Regions from separate parts of the Mus musculus genome. Here all the other regions are linked to region 2. Evidence: chromatin contacts called from public Hi-C and HiChIP or PLAC-seq data. All regions are on one chromosome and are shown on one strand. Each heading gives the region's core, a stretch centred on a gene start, on an enhancer-like site or on the middle of the called end of the contact. The rest is flanking DNA. Distances are from core to core; before and after follow the strand shown. Region 1 has its middle 30 kb from the start of Arf6. Region 2 holds the start of Sos2 (SOS Ras/Rho guanine nucleotide exchange factor 2). Region 3 overlaps Nemf (nuclear export mediator factor).

Region 1 (4,168 bases), core at 1,610-4,109, 280 kb after region 2:
GAGTACCTATTCTGTCAATACCTCACCATGCCTTCCACCATACTTACATTAAAACATGAAATGTTACTGGCACCATGCCTATCCTCTCCTGTAAACCAGGCTACGCTTCCTTCTCTGGATCAAATGTTGCACCCCAGAAATCACTATGACCTTGGGATGCCGCAGGCTGGGCCTCGGGCATGGCTAACTTTAGCATCCCAACGCTCACTTGTGATCCAGCCAGATTGCCAGGAAGGCCTTTTCATATGTGAGCAACCCGTAGCTGCTATGCAGTGCACAATGAGTTCCAGGGCTCCAAGAAAGGCACGGAGGAGAGGACGTCCAGTTTTCAGGCCTTCTGCCCATAAAACAACTCTAGAGAAGCTTACACTAAGGGCTCCTCCCCTGGGTCAACAAGACAGACACTCAAACTGAGAAGAGAAGTCCCACAAGGGCAACACAGAAGGCTGGGCAGTGTCTGTTCCCTGTCCCAACAGGCTTGGGGGACGTAGAGGACTGAGGTGAAGTATCAACCACACAGACAGAGTGTGGCCACTAATCCATGAGATCCATTTCAGATGACACCAAAGGACTCCTCAGCAGATGCTAGGGTCCCCACACCTTCGGGCCAACAGTGAAAAGGCAGGTGGTCTTCTTGCTCTTGGCCGCTCCCATTTCAGGGCTTCTTCCCCCCCATTGGATTCTCCAACCCTGCTCCCTGTGACCAGGGCATCAGTAGAATAAGTAAAGGTTTAAATAGGGACAGGAAAATAGGAAGTGATGATAAAGCCACGAAGATTCCTGACCCTAAAAAACAGTTCTAGTCCCCTCTCTCAGGGATCACCAATGTCTGCTAATTAGCAGAAACTGGACTATGGAGCTCAAGGACTTTTAAAACTCTATCATCCCATCCAGGGACCCTGGGGGCTTTTTCCCGTCCCAGGCCCTTCTTACAGCTTCCCCCTTTCGCCTGGGATCAAGGCTAGGCCAAGTTCCATTCTCCACCCACAGGAACATTCTTGAGTAAAAATTTCTCGTACGTACTGACTGATGGTCACCTGACCCTCTGGAAAGTCCCAGGTAGAGTTCAAATGCATGCCATGCTTGCTAGCCAATAGATTTAAAGGTCAATATGCTTAGCCAGTAAGTTTGAATGTATCCTTGCTGCTGTAACCTGTGCCCCTAAAAAGTATAAAAACTGCTTGTTATAGCCATTCGGGGTCACCTTCTCATCACTCGTCTCAAGGGACTGATTGAGGGTTGACGCCCACGTGCCCGGAAAATAAGCCTCTTGCTTTTGCATCAATCGGTGTCTCCGTGTCTCACTTGGGGGCACCTCGAAGTACCACTGACCAAGGGTCGGGGGGTCTTACACTATGTCACTCCCTGGCTAGAAACCCTTCAATGACTCTGGTTTCCCTGCACCATAGAACCCAGGTTCTCTACTTGTGTCTTCCAGTTTCCAGAGCTAGACTGTATTCAAATCCTGAAATCACCACTCACTAACAAGCGACCTTGATCGTGAATTGTAATTTCACCTTCCGGAAAATAAGAAAACAACTTCAGTTAGTACTGGCTTTTTTTTTGTTTTGTTTTGTTTTGTTTTTTTGTTTTGTTTTGTTTTTTGTTTTTTCTGTCACGTGGACCTCACTAGATTCTCTCCATCCCGGAGCATCCACATGACTGTCTCCTCCTGCTAAGCTTGGATGGAATGTCACACCACAGACGTGGCATCTGGCATTCCACAAAGCCACAGCAACCAAGCTTGAGGGAGCTAAACATCGTGGAGTAAATACTGACTAGTGAGCAGTGGAAGTCGGGAGACATCCTGCTTTCTCTCCCTTCCATTAACTGTTGCCTGACGCTGTTTCTTCCCCACAGCGTGGCCTGAGGGGAGACCTCCCTGGGAGATGCCTGCCTCTTCCAGACTGGTTATGAAGCAGTGCGCATCGTGGAAATGTGTGGCCTGGAACTCATTCTCATCCTCCCAAGCTCATCTTACATTTTCTCATTCCTATGCCTTGGCTTTAAAAGCCTCAAATAAAACATCAGTATTTTTAAAAAAATATTTATTTATTTTATTTGTATTTTGTATGTATACTTTATATGTATTCTGTATATGAGCACACTGTCACTGTTTTCAGACACACCAGAAGAGGGCATCTGATCTCATTACAGATGGTTGTGAGCCACCAAGTGATTGCTGAGATTTGAACTCAGGACCTCCGGAATAGCAGTCAGTGATCTTAACTGCTGAGCCATCTCTCCAGCTCCCAAAACATCAGTATTTTAAAAAAGAAAGAAAGAAAGAAAGAAAGAAAGAAAGAAAGAAAGAAAGGAAGGAAGGAAGGAAGGAAGGAAGGAAGGAAGGAAGGAAGGAAGAAAGAAAGAAAGAAAGAAAGAAAGAAAGAAAGAAAGAAAGAAAGAAAGAAAGAAAGAAAGAAAGAAAGAGAGAGAGAAAGAAAGAATTACTCACACAGTTCACTATATTACTAGGTCTATAGAGGAAAGTCTTCTACAGGATTCTCAGGATCACTTGTCAATTACATTGTTACAATTTTTGTGTGTGTCTGTGCATGCAAGTACCGCAGCACATGTGTGGAAATCAGAGGACAGTTTTCAGGAATCAGCTTTCTCCTTCCACCATGGAGACCTCTGAGATGGAACTTAGGTCGTCAGAGTTGGCCGTGAAAATCTCTTCCTGCTGAGGCATCTCACTGGCCCCAGGATCACTTCTTGAATAAAATCTCTCACTAAAACATTGATAGATTGATGCTTCCTTAATATGATGAAAATGATCTCTTCCCCCACCCTGCATGTAGAATCCTGAAAAAAGAGGACGTGCTATCTCTGCACTACCTCAAAGTGTTTACAAGCCTCATGACCTCATTAAACATTTCCTGTCAGCTCTCTCCAAGCCTAATTGACCCATGTTCTGGGCTCAGTGTGTGTGTCCCCTCCTCTGACAGACCATGGAAGTACATCACTCTCCCAAATTCATTGACTTCATCTTACCATCCATTTAGACTGTAAACTCTGGCAACCACCACTTTCCCAATTCCTGGATCAGTGCCCAGCTTATAAAAAAAGGGTAATAGAACAGAGAGAGGACGGGAGAAAGGGAAGGAAGAGATGGGAGGGAGGCAAGAAAGGAGGAAGGGCACTGAGAGGCAGAGAGAGGACCTCAGCATGGGCTAGTAATGAGCAGCGCAAATGTTTATTTGTAAATAAATAAATACACATATATTAGTTGCTTTTATTTCTTACTTCAGATCAAACAAAGCATCATCCCCGTTGCTTTCCTATGCATCAGGTCTCAGCCAGGGCCTTTGCTGCTTGCTTCACTTTACCTAATCTGCCTTACTTTGCAATATGTGATTTTTGTAGTGCCTTTTCTTCTTGGAAGTAGCCCTAAGGTAGCTTAAGCTTGAGGGAGGGGTCTGCCTTACCACATCATCAGTTCCCCCTGCCCCACCTCCACTTCCTTCCAGGCCGAGGCTATAGGCACCTCAGCAATCTCACTGTCGGAGGCACCTGCTTGCCAGTCTTGGTATGAGCAGGTTTGTGTATCAAATCAACACAAAGCCTTGGCTACAGAAATAGCTAGCATGGGCCTGGTGGAGCACGGCATTTCTGGGAGGGTGAAGGTATTTCTCCGTACTCTTGCTCTAGTGTCTGGTGAATCTCAAACCAGTTAAATAAAAAGTGGGTAGATATGATGGCAAGATGGGCAGTGTAAATACAGATTCTGGTGTTCTGTGGCATAACTGTAACTAGTCTCCATCTTTCTGAGAGATTGCTAAGACGTGGTCTCACCTGAGATCATGTATAAACCCGGTGTCTTGTCCCATAATGGACATGCTACCAAGGCAAAATATATCAAAACATACCAGTGTTAAACCACCCTTCCCTAAAATCTTCAATGTTAAGAACCATCCAGGAGCTAGTCTCAGCATCTGTGATGCTTTGAATGAGGCATCCCCTACGTATTTTGAATATTTTGAATTTGAATATTTAGTCTCTAGTTGGTGGCTGTTTGGAAAAGAGATGAGGCCTTGCTGGAGGAAGTGTATCACTGGGGTGTAGCTCTGTTGTGAAGTGTTTGTGCAGCTTGTGTGAGACTCCAGATTTTATTCTTGGGGGCTGGGGGAACATGTTTATAGTGGATGCCTCTGTGGCTCCTGCCTGC
Region 2 (4,273 bases), core at 1,144-3,643:
CATTCCCCCCCCCCCCTTTGAGGTTTAATTCTACTAATTTGCAGGGAAGTTAGCTCAAAAAATGAATTGCTGTAGTTGTGTGTGTGTGTTTCTAGCTTGTCATTGCCTTTTAGCTTGACTTGTGGGTTTTCCCCCCAGGCATTAAAAAAATCTATGTCAGTCTAGATTTTTGTGATATATATAAAAGTCATCTTATTTTTTTTTTTTTATTCTGAGGTCATTTGGAATCCCTTTTTTATACATGTAAACCTTTGACCTATTGGCATTTCTGCCTGAGTATGAGATATGGATTCAACAGTTTCTGTTTGTCTTTAGATGGTCACTTGTCTGGCTGGGAAAACTCTCTGGTGTCATTCTTGGACCCTTTGCACCATGTGGATCCGTTTCTGTTTGCCTAGCCCAGAGATCACAGGGCCGATGCCTGTAGAGGCTAGGCAGGTTACGTAAAAGGGGAACGGTGCCAGATCGGGAGGACAGCCAACTGGAAATGGGTGGCACACTTCTATAAAGAGGACGGCCTCTGCACTGCCTGCTCGTTTCTTTGCATAGATGCAGTAGGCCACGTTGTTGCCAGATCTTTGTCAAGAGAAGCTGGAAATAGACAAGAAAAAAAAAAAGCTATCGACTTTAAAATGGTAATACCAATTAAAAATTCTTAATACTTGGCGAAACAAATACATCTTCAGGCCAGATTAAGCTCAGGGGAGCCTTCCAATAGCCTTTGCCAAGAATAAAACTTCCCACCAATGACTTTCCTATGAGAAAATACAATTGCAGTCTGATAATTTGACAGCTTCGTGTTTTATAGCTAGGGTCTAGGAACTTTAGGAAAAATAAGCTTTCTCTATAAACCAGAGTGTATTTAGTACATGGGACTATGAACATGGCCATTTATTAGAAGACAACTTTAGAACTTTTATTAGAAACAACTTTAGTGTTATTATGTAGGCACACGCGTGTGCGAGGACACACATATGCCACATTTCAGATGTAGACAGGTCAGGGAACAACCTTGCGAAGCCGGTTCTTTCCTTCACGTGGGTTCCAGGGGTGGAACGCAGGTTGTCAGCCTTGGGAAGCGAAGCAGGTACCTTTTCCTCGACAGCCCCAGAGGACTTTTTTTTTTTTAAACACTGTGGATACTTAGATTAAAAAAGAAACCAAAAACAAAACAAAACGGAAACCTCCGATCTCTTTAAGTATTTAGTTGCCATTTTTACTTTATGAAGTCAAAATGGTGTTGTGTTTGGGGGAGAACAATGTTCACCCACTGATTCTGGAGCTGAAATTACTACACAAGTTATCTTTTCCAGTCTGTTCTTCTGTTCCCTTCCTCACTTCGGTGGCTGGCAGCATGACTGTTTACAGCCCGTTGGGAGCAATCTGTTCAGCGATTTTAGTGGGATGAAATTTGGGTTAGTGAAAAAGTTTCCAAAGTACATGCCCCTTCAACTTAAAAAAGCATAGGGACAGAGGATTTTTAGGTTTTTTTTTTTTAATGCTAATTAGTGTGACTGTATCGCAGGATCCAGGTTCTGTAGAACCTTAAGTGGAAAGGATTTGAACATGATTAACCTAAGAACAATATCTGAAAGTTTTTGGATACTTTTTTTTTTTTTTTTTTTTTGATCCATAGGGACTCTAGGTGAAAGACCTCGAACTGAAGTCATCTGGCCCTTCAACGTGCGCTAAGAGCTTCCCATGACCCTACAATGTGACTTTATGAATAGCCACTATCACCTAAATATACAAAGGAGCCACACAGAGCACACGTTAAATAAATATCCTATCAGCCCAAATGTCCTTTTCTCCCCACATCTGTGTTCTGCCTCCCAGAGCTGCAGTCACGGGCTCGGGGGTCCCCTAGGGCTGTACCGAATCAGGATTGTCTGCCAGGACTCGGAACGCTGCCGAGTTCGTCTGGAAGAGCCACCCCGCCCCGTGCACGTTCCCAGGAGAGACCGATTACCCTCCCGGCCCCGGGGCCCCGCACCAGACGCCTCGGCCCGCTCGGCGGCGCGCATGCTCCGTGCTGGTCTTCTCCAGAGACTCGGGAGAGCGAGCGCGGGGCCGAGCCGAGCCGAGCCGCCGCTGCAGGCACCGGGCGCTCGGCGGCGGCCGGCGGGGCTGGAGGGGCGGCGGCGGCGGCGGCGGCCAGTGCCGTGCACGCCGGACACGCGCGCCCGCTCGGCCCCGAGGGCCCTCTGGAGGTGACTCGGGCGGACCCGGCGGTGGCGGCGGCGGCGGCGGCGGCGGTAGCGGCGGCTGCGCGGAGGGCGGGGGAGGCGATGAGGACGCTGCGGGCCGCCGCTGTCTGCCCGCCGCGGCCGTAGCGGGAGTCGGGGCGGGGGCGAGGCCGGCGGTGCCCCGCGCTGCGCACCCAGACAAAGGAGGAGGAGCCTCGGGCCAGCGGGCCGGCGCCGCGGGGACAGCAGGACGCCTCGGGCCGCCGCGCTTCCTCGGGGCTGCGGGGCCGCCAAGCCTCGGCGAACGCCCGCCCGCCGGCGCCGCCCCCGAGCGCTCGGCCGGAGCTGCGGCCCGGGCGGGAGGCGGCGGCCGGGGCGAGGCGAGGCGAGGCGGCCGGCGCCCTGCCTGTCAGGCCACCGGCCCGGCCTCCGATGCGGAGGCGCTGCGGCCGGGGCCATGCAGCAGGCGCCGCAGCCCTACGAGTTCTTCAGCGAAGAAAACAGCCCGAAATGGCGGGGACTATTGGTCCCGGCCCTGCGGAAGGTCAGTGCTGGGGCCGAGGGAGGTGCCGCGGGGCGACGGGCTGGGGGGCCGGGCCCGGAGCTCGCACAACTTGTAACGGGGAGAGCGAGGAGCGGGGAGCACGGCTCGCGCCCGCCCCGCGTGCCGCGGCCGAGCCTTCTCTGGCCGGGCTGCGGGCGCTCCTAATTGCCTGTTGCATCCCGAAGGACGTTTTCTCAACTTTCTTTTTTGGCCTGGTCCCGGAAGGAAGGTTTTGTTATGATCATAAAACTGGATTTCATCTTACAGTCATTTCGTCAGGCAACTTCCGCCGTTGACCAATGCGTTGTCCTCAGGCTGGATTCTGGCAACACAGAGTCCCACTGGTTTTTTTCGTTTCTAAAACAAATGCGCAATTTTGGACCGAGAGGCTACTTTGAATTAAGTTCTTGGGGCTGGGGGTGCTCGCCTCGGGCGGCTTGCTTGCTACGCTCGCCCATTCGCCTGTTGAGGCTGTGCTGTTTTCGCTAATATGGATGTGTGTTTCCCATGTGTGAAGTGTCAGTGAGTCATAGTATTCGTTCTCCAGCTCTTGGGGTGAATCTAAAGCGCCTCCCCACTTCCTGCAGAAGTCTTACCTGAATACAAAGATTGCCTCACAAAATGTGGTCAGTTTCTTCACAGCGACGAGGACTTGCAATAACCACTTTTAAGGGACAGTTGCGGGGGCGGGCGGGGGGGGGGAGGTGGCTCGTTGCTAATCAATCTTTGGAGATTAGATACATTGCTAGGGTGCGTGTCTCCGATTGGTTGGTGCTAGTCTTATATGAAGTTAGGTAATTATGCCATTCTCTTTGTTGCTCTGGGCCAGCAAGAGACTCGTTAGGGAAGGTGATTTGCGGTCCAACAACACAAGCTTGATGGCTTGAATTTCATTCCTGGAATCCACGTAAAGGTGATAGGGGAGAACTGACTCCACAAAGCTGTCCTGGCCTTCATGCAGGCCCTCACCACACACACACACACACACACACACACACACACACACACACACACATGCCACTAACACATATATCACACACACACACTTTAATAAGAAACCTCCACTAGGTAAAATACCACAATTGAGGGAGAATGTAAGATGTAAGGAGTAAAAGTACCTTTTGGGTTCCTGAGTTCATGTGCAGAACCCAGGGGGGAAGGAGAGAACTGACTCCCTACACACACTCGTACACACTCACAGACAGACAGACGGACAGACAGACAGACTCACACTAACAACAACAACTGCACTTGAAAAAGAATTCATCATACATGTCTAGGAGTGGAAAGACAAGTCCACTTTAATGGTAAAAACATTTCCTTGTATTCTTCAGAATTTCAAATTTTCCATTGTCATAATTCTCATAAGGAGGTGATTACTGGTTTCCTTGGGGGCACACACCAAATCATGTCTTTAAAAAGAACTCTGTGGAAATGGAAAGCACATTGAATAGTGATAATTCTGTTTTGAATCAAACGCAAAGGGGAAATACGTGGATAGTAATTAACCCTTCTACCTCCCAGAATGGCAATGGGTGTATCG
Region 3 (4,471 bases), core at 1,784-4,283, 340 kb after region 2:
GATATTGTTAATAAATGATATAAAGTATTATATATTAAAATGATAGTTTAATTGTATTATTCAACTTAATTGGCATTCTTTTTCCCCTTATTTTTATTTCTTCCATTAGATATTGAAAAGATACTGGTTTGTGTACAGAGGGCAGAAGACTATTTGAGGAAAACATCCAACTTCAATGGAAAGGTAGCAGCACTGTGTAAATACTGTGTGTTGTTTCGCATGGGTAGAGGGGAGTGATAACATTCGAGAGGTTAGACAGCCTGCAGTATTTGGCCAGTTCCATTTACTGTGTAGGTCCTAGTGATCAAACTCAGGCTTGTCAGACTTAGTGACAAATACTTTTACTCATTGATCCATCTCACAGCTTTCATGTATTATTTTGGATTTTCAGAAATAAAATATTTATAATTTAAGAGTTTTGTTTTCTTGTATGAGCTTGAATCCAAGGTCTTCCACATATGCACTCATACTGTACAGTTGGACTGTACACCTAATTCCAGGATAGTCTCTTTCATTTTGTATTGCTTCTTGTAAAAATTTTTCTATTCTTTATTTTATATAGAAAATACTACATTGGTGCTCAATATAAAACTAGCCTGCATTTAGTGCACTAGGCCCTGGGTTTGATCCCTAGTACTGTCTAAATCAGGCATTTGAGTGCATATCTGTAATCTTAGCATTGAGAGGGGAGGGAGGAAGTAGGGTCAGAAGCCTTGATCTGAAGAACAAGTTCAAAGCCAGCCAGGGATACACACAACCCCACCTTTTACAAAAGCAAGAAGCAATAGTTGAGGAATTCGTGTTAAAAAAAAAGTTTGTCTTTTTAATTATGTGTATGTATATGTGTTTATATGAGTGTGTGCACAATGTGTGGTTGCCCTTGGAGGACAAAAGAGGGTGTTGAGCCCTTGCAACAGATGGTTGCAAGCCTCGTTCTGTGGGTACTGGGACCTGAACCTGGGTCTTCTGGAAGAGCAATAAGCAGTCTTAGCCACTTGGTTTTTCTTTGACTCAAGGTCTTGCTGTGGAGCCCAGGATGGCCTCAGGACTCAATATTTTCCACAGCAGCCTCCCTAGTACTGGATTTATAGGCAAGACTGTACTGACCTGAGGAGAACAGTCTGTCTTGAATTGATTTTAGAGAAGCATTCTTTAATTTGGTATTACTTGAAAACAAAATGTGTGGGTTATAATTGCCTCATAGCTAAACAATCATAACATTACCTCGTACTTTAATATTAGTCTTCTGTATTCCAAATGTTTAGCTAGAAGCTGGGCGTGGTGGCGCACGCCTTTAATCCCAGCACTCGGGATGCAGACGCAGGTGGATTTCTGAGTTCAAGGCCAGCCTGGTCTACAGAGTGAGTTCTAGGACAGCCAGGGCTACACAGAGAAAACCTGTCTCGAAAACCAAAAAAAAAAAAAAAAAAGTTTAGCTAGAAAAAATATCATTCAGATAGTCAGCCTTTTGTTAATTGTGAATATAGTTGAGTGTAATCCTAGTGTTTTTGTTTTTTAGGGCTATATAATTCAGAAAAGAGAGGCAAAACCAAGCCTGGATGCAGATAAACCAGCTGAAGACATACTCACGTAAGTGTGGGGCCACGAGCCAGTTTGCTTCATAGGAAAACTAATATTCTATTTGTTTGTTTGTTGGTTGGTTGGTTGGTTGGTTTTTTTGAGACAGGGTTTCTCTATAGGATGATTAATATTCTTAATTGTGATATTTTGAATGCTTTACAGGTATGAGGAGTTTCATCCTTTCTTGTTTTCTCAGCATTTACAATGTCCATATATAGAATTTGAATCATTTGACAAGGTGAGTTTTCTAGTTTTATTTTTTGTTTGTTTGTTTGTTTTTACTAGTTAGCATGACATAAGTTGTAAGAATTGTTTATGCTGTCTTGGGGTTGGGGATGTAGCCCAGTGTGAGTGTATACATAAAGTCCTGGATTTAATCCTTAACACTGCAAAGGAAAGAAAAGGAAGAAAGGAAAGAAACTCAGAAAATATTCTTGCCTTGCAGTCACTGTGAATTTGGGGATTGATTAAAAGTCAACATACTCATAGGTACAACTATTAGAAACAATTACTGCCATTTTTATTAAAAGATAAGACCAATACTCCATCTTAGTTTTATTCTTGAGATTGTTAGTTGTAGAATAGGTCACTGGAAAGGTGGTCAGGTAGTAAGGGCACTGTGGTAGAAAACAGACTAACGCTGTGTGCGCAAGGAAAGTAGAGACCAGACTGTTTTTTTCCTTACAGCCAATTGTTTGTCTCTCTCTCTCTCTTTTTTAAAATAAGGCCGTGGATGAATTTTATTCCAAGATAGAAGGGCAGAAAATTGACTTAAAAGCTTTACAACAGGTATAGTATCACTTAAAACTTTTATATTAAACTAGCTAGTCAGAGTGGTTTGGAAGGTAGATATTGTTTTTATTTAAGAATCAGTTGCCTTGGGGCTGGAGAGATGGCTCCGTAGTTAAGAGCCCCAACTGCTCTTCCGAAGGTCCTGAGTTCAAATTCCAGCAACCACATGGTGGCCCACAACCATCTGTAACGCCCTCTTCTGAGAGTCTGAAGACAACTAGAATGTACTTACATATAATAAATAAATCTTTTTTTAAAAAAAAAAAAAAGATTCAGTTGCCTTCCAGAAGTATGGGATGTTGTGTGCAAGCTTTCAGATCAGATCTTCTGGAACTGGAGTTACAGAGTGTTGTGAACCATCATGTGGATGCTGAGAACTGGACTCTAGTCCCCTGAAAGAACAGTAAATACTTTTAACCACTAGCATCTCTCCATTTTGTTTTTGAGACAAGGACTCACTGCAGTTTTGGCTAGTCTGACACTAAATATTTAGGCCAAGTTAGCCTCAAACTTGGAGATCTGGAATTAAAGGCATGCTACCACAACTAGCCCTTCTCTTAGTTTATGATAAAAGCTCGGGAGTCACATTGAAAAGTATGCCCTCATTCCATCCCCACTCTCAGCCCTATTCGTCTAACTTCAGATCCTTTAAAGGCAATGAACTCTAGTGGGCACATTAGTCAGTGTTACACCCTAGCATGACTCAGTGTATTAAAGCATCCCAGAGCTCCTCAAATTTGGCCATTGTGAGCTTTGAGAAATAAGGTAGTCACATGAGCCAGTTTCGTTATTATAAACTTTATATTGTTTTTGTTATGCTGCTTTAAAAATTGGTCCTTGTCTAATCTGTTTCATGATCCCCCAATGAGGATTTCACATTCACTATTTTTGGAGCACATTTGACCATGTTTTTAGAGCATGTGCTGTAGATCCGTTTTATAAACTGATCAAAGTCACTTTTGGAAGAGATTGGATTTTTAAAAAATACTAATCAGGGGCCTTCAACCCTAGACAAAGATTGTGTGAGTGAAAGAACTGTGGAATATCATGCTGAGAGAACAGAATGTCAATAAAACAACTATCTGTGCTTTCAAAAACATTGTTTTTAGCTGTATTTATGTATTTTGCCTGTATGTATGTATGTATACTGTATGTGTGCCTGGCGCCCATGGGGTCAGAAGAGGATGTCAGATTCCCTGGAACTGAAGTTAAAGATGACTGAGTCACTGGGTCCTCTGTAAGAACAGCGGGTGCTCTTAATCACGGAGTCATCTTTCCAGCCCCTTGTTTGTACTTATAAAGAATTTATTGGGATGCTAGAGAGATAGCTCAGTGGGTAAGAATGCATAGTGCTCTTCCAGAGGACCCCAGTTTGGTTCATGGCACCCACACTTGGAGGCTCGCAACTGCCTGTGACTCCAGTTTTAGGGAATTTTAACTCCCTCTGGACTTTGCAGGCATTGCACTCACATACAGAAATCCACACACATGCACACATGAATGAGAATAAAATACCAGATTTATTTTATTTTGTGTGTATTAGTGCTTTTGCCTGCATGTATGTCTATGTATCTAAGGAAGTGGTGCACCTCCATGTGGGTGCTGGGAGTTGAACCCGGAACCTTTGCAAGAACAAGTGCTCTTAACCACTGAGCCAACTCTCCAGCCCAAGAGTAAAATTTCTAAATACTTATTTTACAAAAGAATGTATGGCAGTGTGGAGAGAGCTAAGGTGTTAAGAGCACATACTGCTTTTGCAGAGAATCAAAGTTTAGTTTTTTGTACCAGCAATGAGCTGGTCAGAATCGCCTCCAAGGGATCCAGTGTCCTCTCTGGCCTCCATGGGCATCTTCAGTCCATTACACATTCACACACATGGAATCAAATTAAAATTTTTTTTGTTTTGTTTTGGTTTTGGTTTTTCGAGACAGGGTTTCTCTGTATAGCCCTGGATGCCCTGGAACTCACTTTGTAGACCAGGCTGGCCTCGAACTCAGAAATCCACCTGCCTCTGCCTCCCGAGTGCGCCGCCATGCCCGGCAAATTAAAATTTTTTATTTGTGGCTACTGATATACCTCGGGTAGAATGCTTTCTTTG

The links. Hi-C and Micro-C count contacts between places; a contact is called where the count stands out from the background. HiChIP or PLAC-seq counts read pairs in DNA pulled down with a chosen protein or histone mark.
Region 1: a contact with region 2 is called in an H3K4me3 HiChIP or PLAC-seq map of bone marrow-derived macrophages, with 4 times the contacts expected there. The contact joins the enhancer-like site here to the promoter of Sos2 in region 2. A contact is called at or near these places in 3 of 39 promoter capture datasets (the HPC-7 cell line, liver and macrophages), 1 of 484 Hi-C or Micro-C datasets (bone marrow-derived macrophages), 7 of 115 datasets of contacts at active chromatin or transcription factors (CD8 T cells, bone marrow-derived macrophages, effector CD8 T cells and 3 more) and 3 of 9 other capture datasets (adipose tissue, embryonic stem cells and macrophages).
Region 3: a Hi-C map of embryonic fibroblasts shows a contact between it and region 2, with 2.0 times the contacts expected there. The contact joins the enhancer-like site here to the promoter of Sos2 in region 2. A contact is called at or near these places in 19 of 39 promoter capture datasets (the C10 cell line, the HPC-7 cell line, the SN4741 cell line and 12 more), 2 of 15 datasets of contacts at CTCF or cohesin (large pre-B cells and pro-B cells), 120 of 484 Hi-C or Micro-C datasets (the 3T3-L1 cell line, the 63-12 cell line, the AML12 cell line and 65 more), 47 of 115 datasets of contacts at active chromatin or transcription factors (the 230-238 cell line, CD8 T cells, DN3 thymocytes and 33 more) and 5 of 9 other capture datasets (adipose tissue, embryonic stem cells, liver and 2 more).

What each region holds. Positions count from the first base shown.
Region 1 is chr12:69,399,877-69,404,044 of GRCm38.p6, reverse strand. No RefSeq gene overlaps it. Among named protein-coding and RNA genes, the nearest start is that of Arf6, 30 kb to the right of the region's middle. Within about 2 kb of position 2,859, at least 32 of the 459 cell types and tissues checked have an H3K27ac peak or open chromatin away from gene starts, as enhancers often do. A contact at or near this core is called in the HPC-7 cell line and bone marrow-derived macrophages, where this site is marked.
Region 2 is chr12:69,679,972-69,684,244 of GRCm38.p6, reverse strand. It overlaps Sos2 (SOS Ras/Rho guanine nucleotide exchange factor 2), which reads left to right and starts at 2,393. Exons shown (of 23, transcript NM_001135559.1): 1 at 2,393-2,730. The coding sequence starts at 2,644.
Region 3 is chr12:69,342,028-69,346,498 of GRCm38.p6, reverse strand. Nemf (nuclear export mediator factor) reads left to right here. Exons shown (of 33, transcript NM_025441.3): 8 at 110-183; 9 at 1,520-1,590; 10 at 1,744-1,819; 11 at 2,308-2,370. Among named protein-coding and RNA genes, the nearest start is that of Nemf, 13 kb to the left of the region's middle. Within about 2 kb of position 3,033, at least 16 of the 459 cell types and tissues checked have an H3K27ac peak or open chromatin away from gene starts, as enhancers often do. A contact at or near this core is called in the C2C12 cell line, the NIH/3T3 cell line, a colorectal cancer cell line and 2 more, where this site is marked.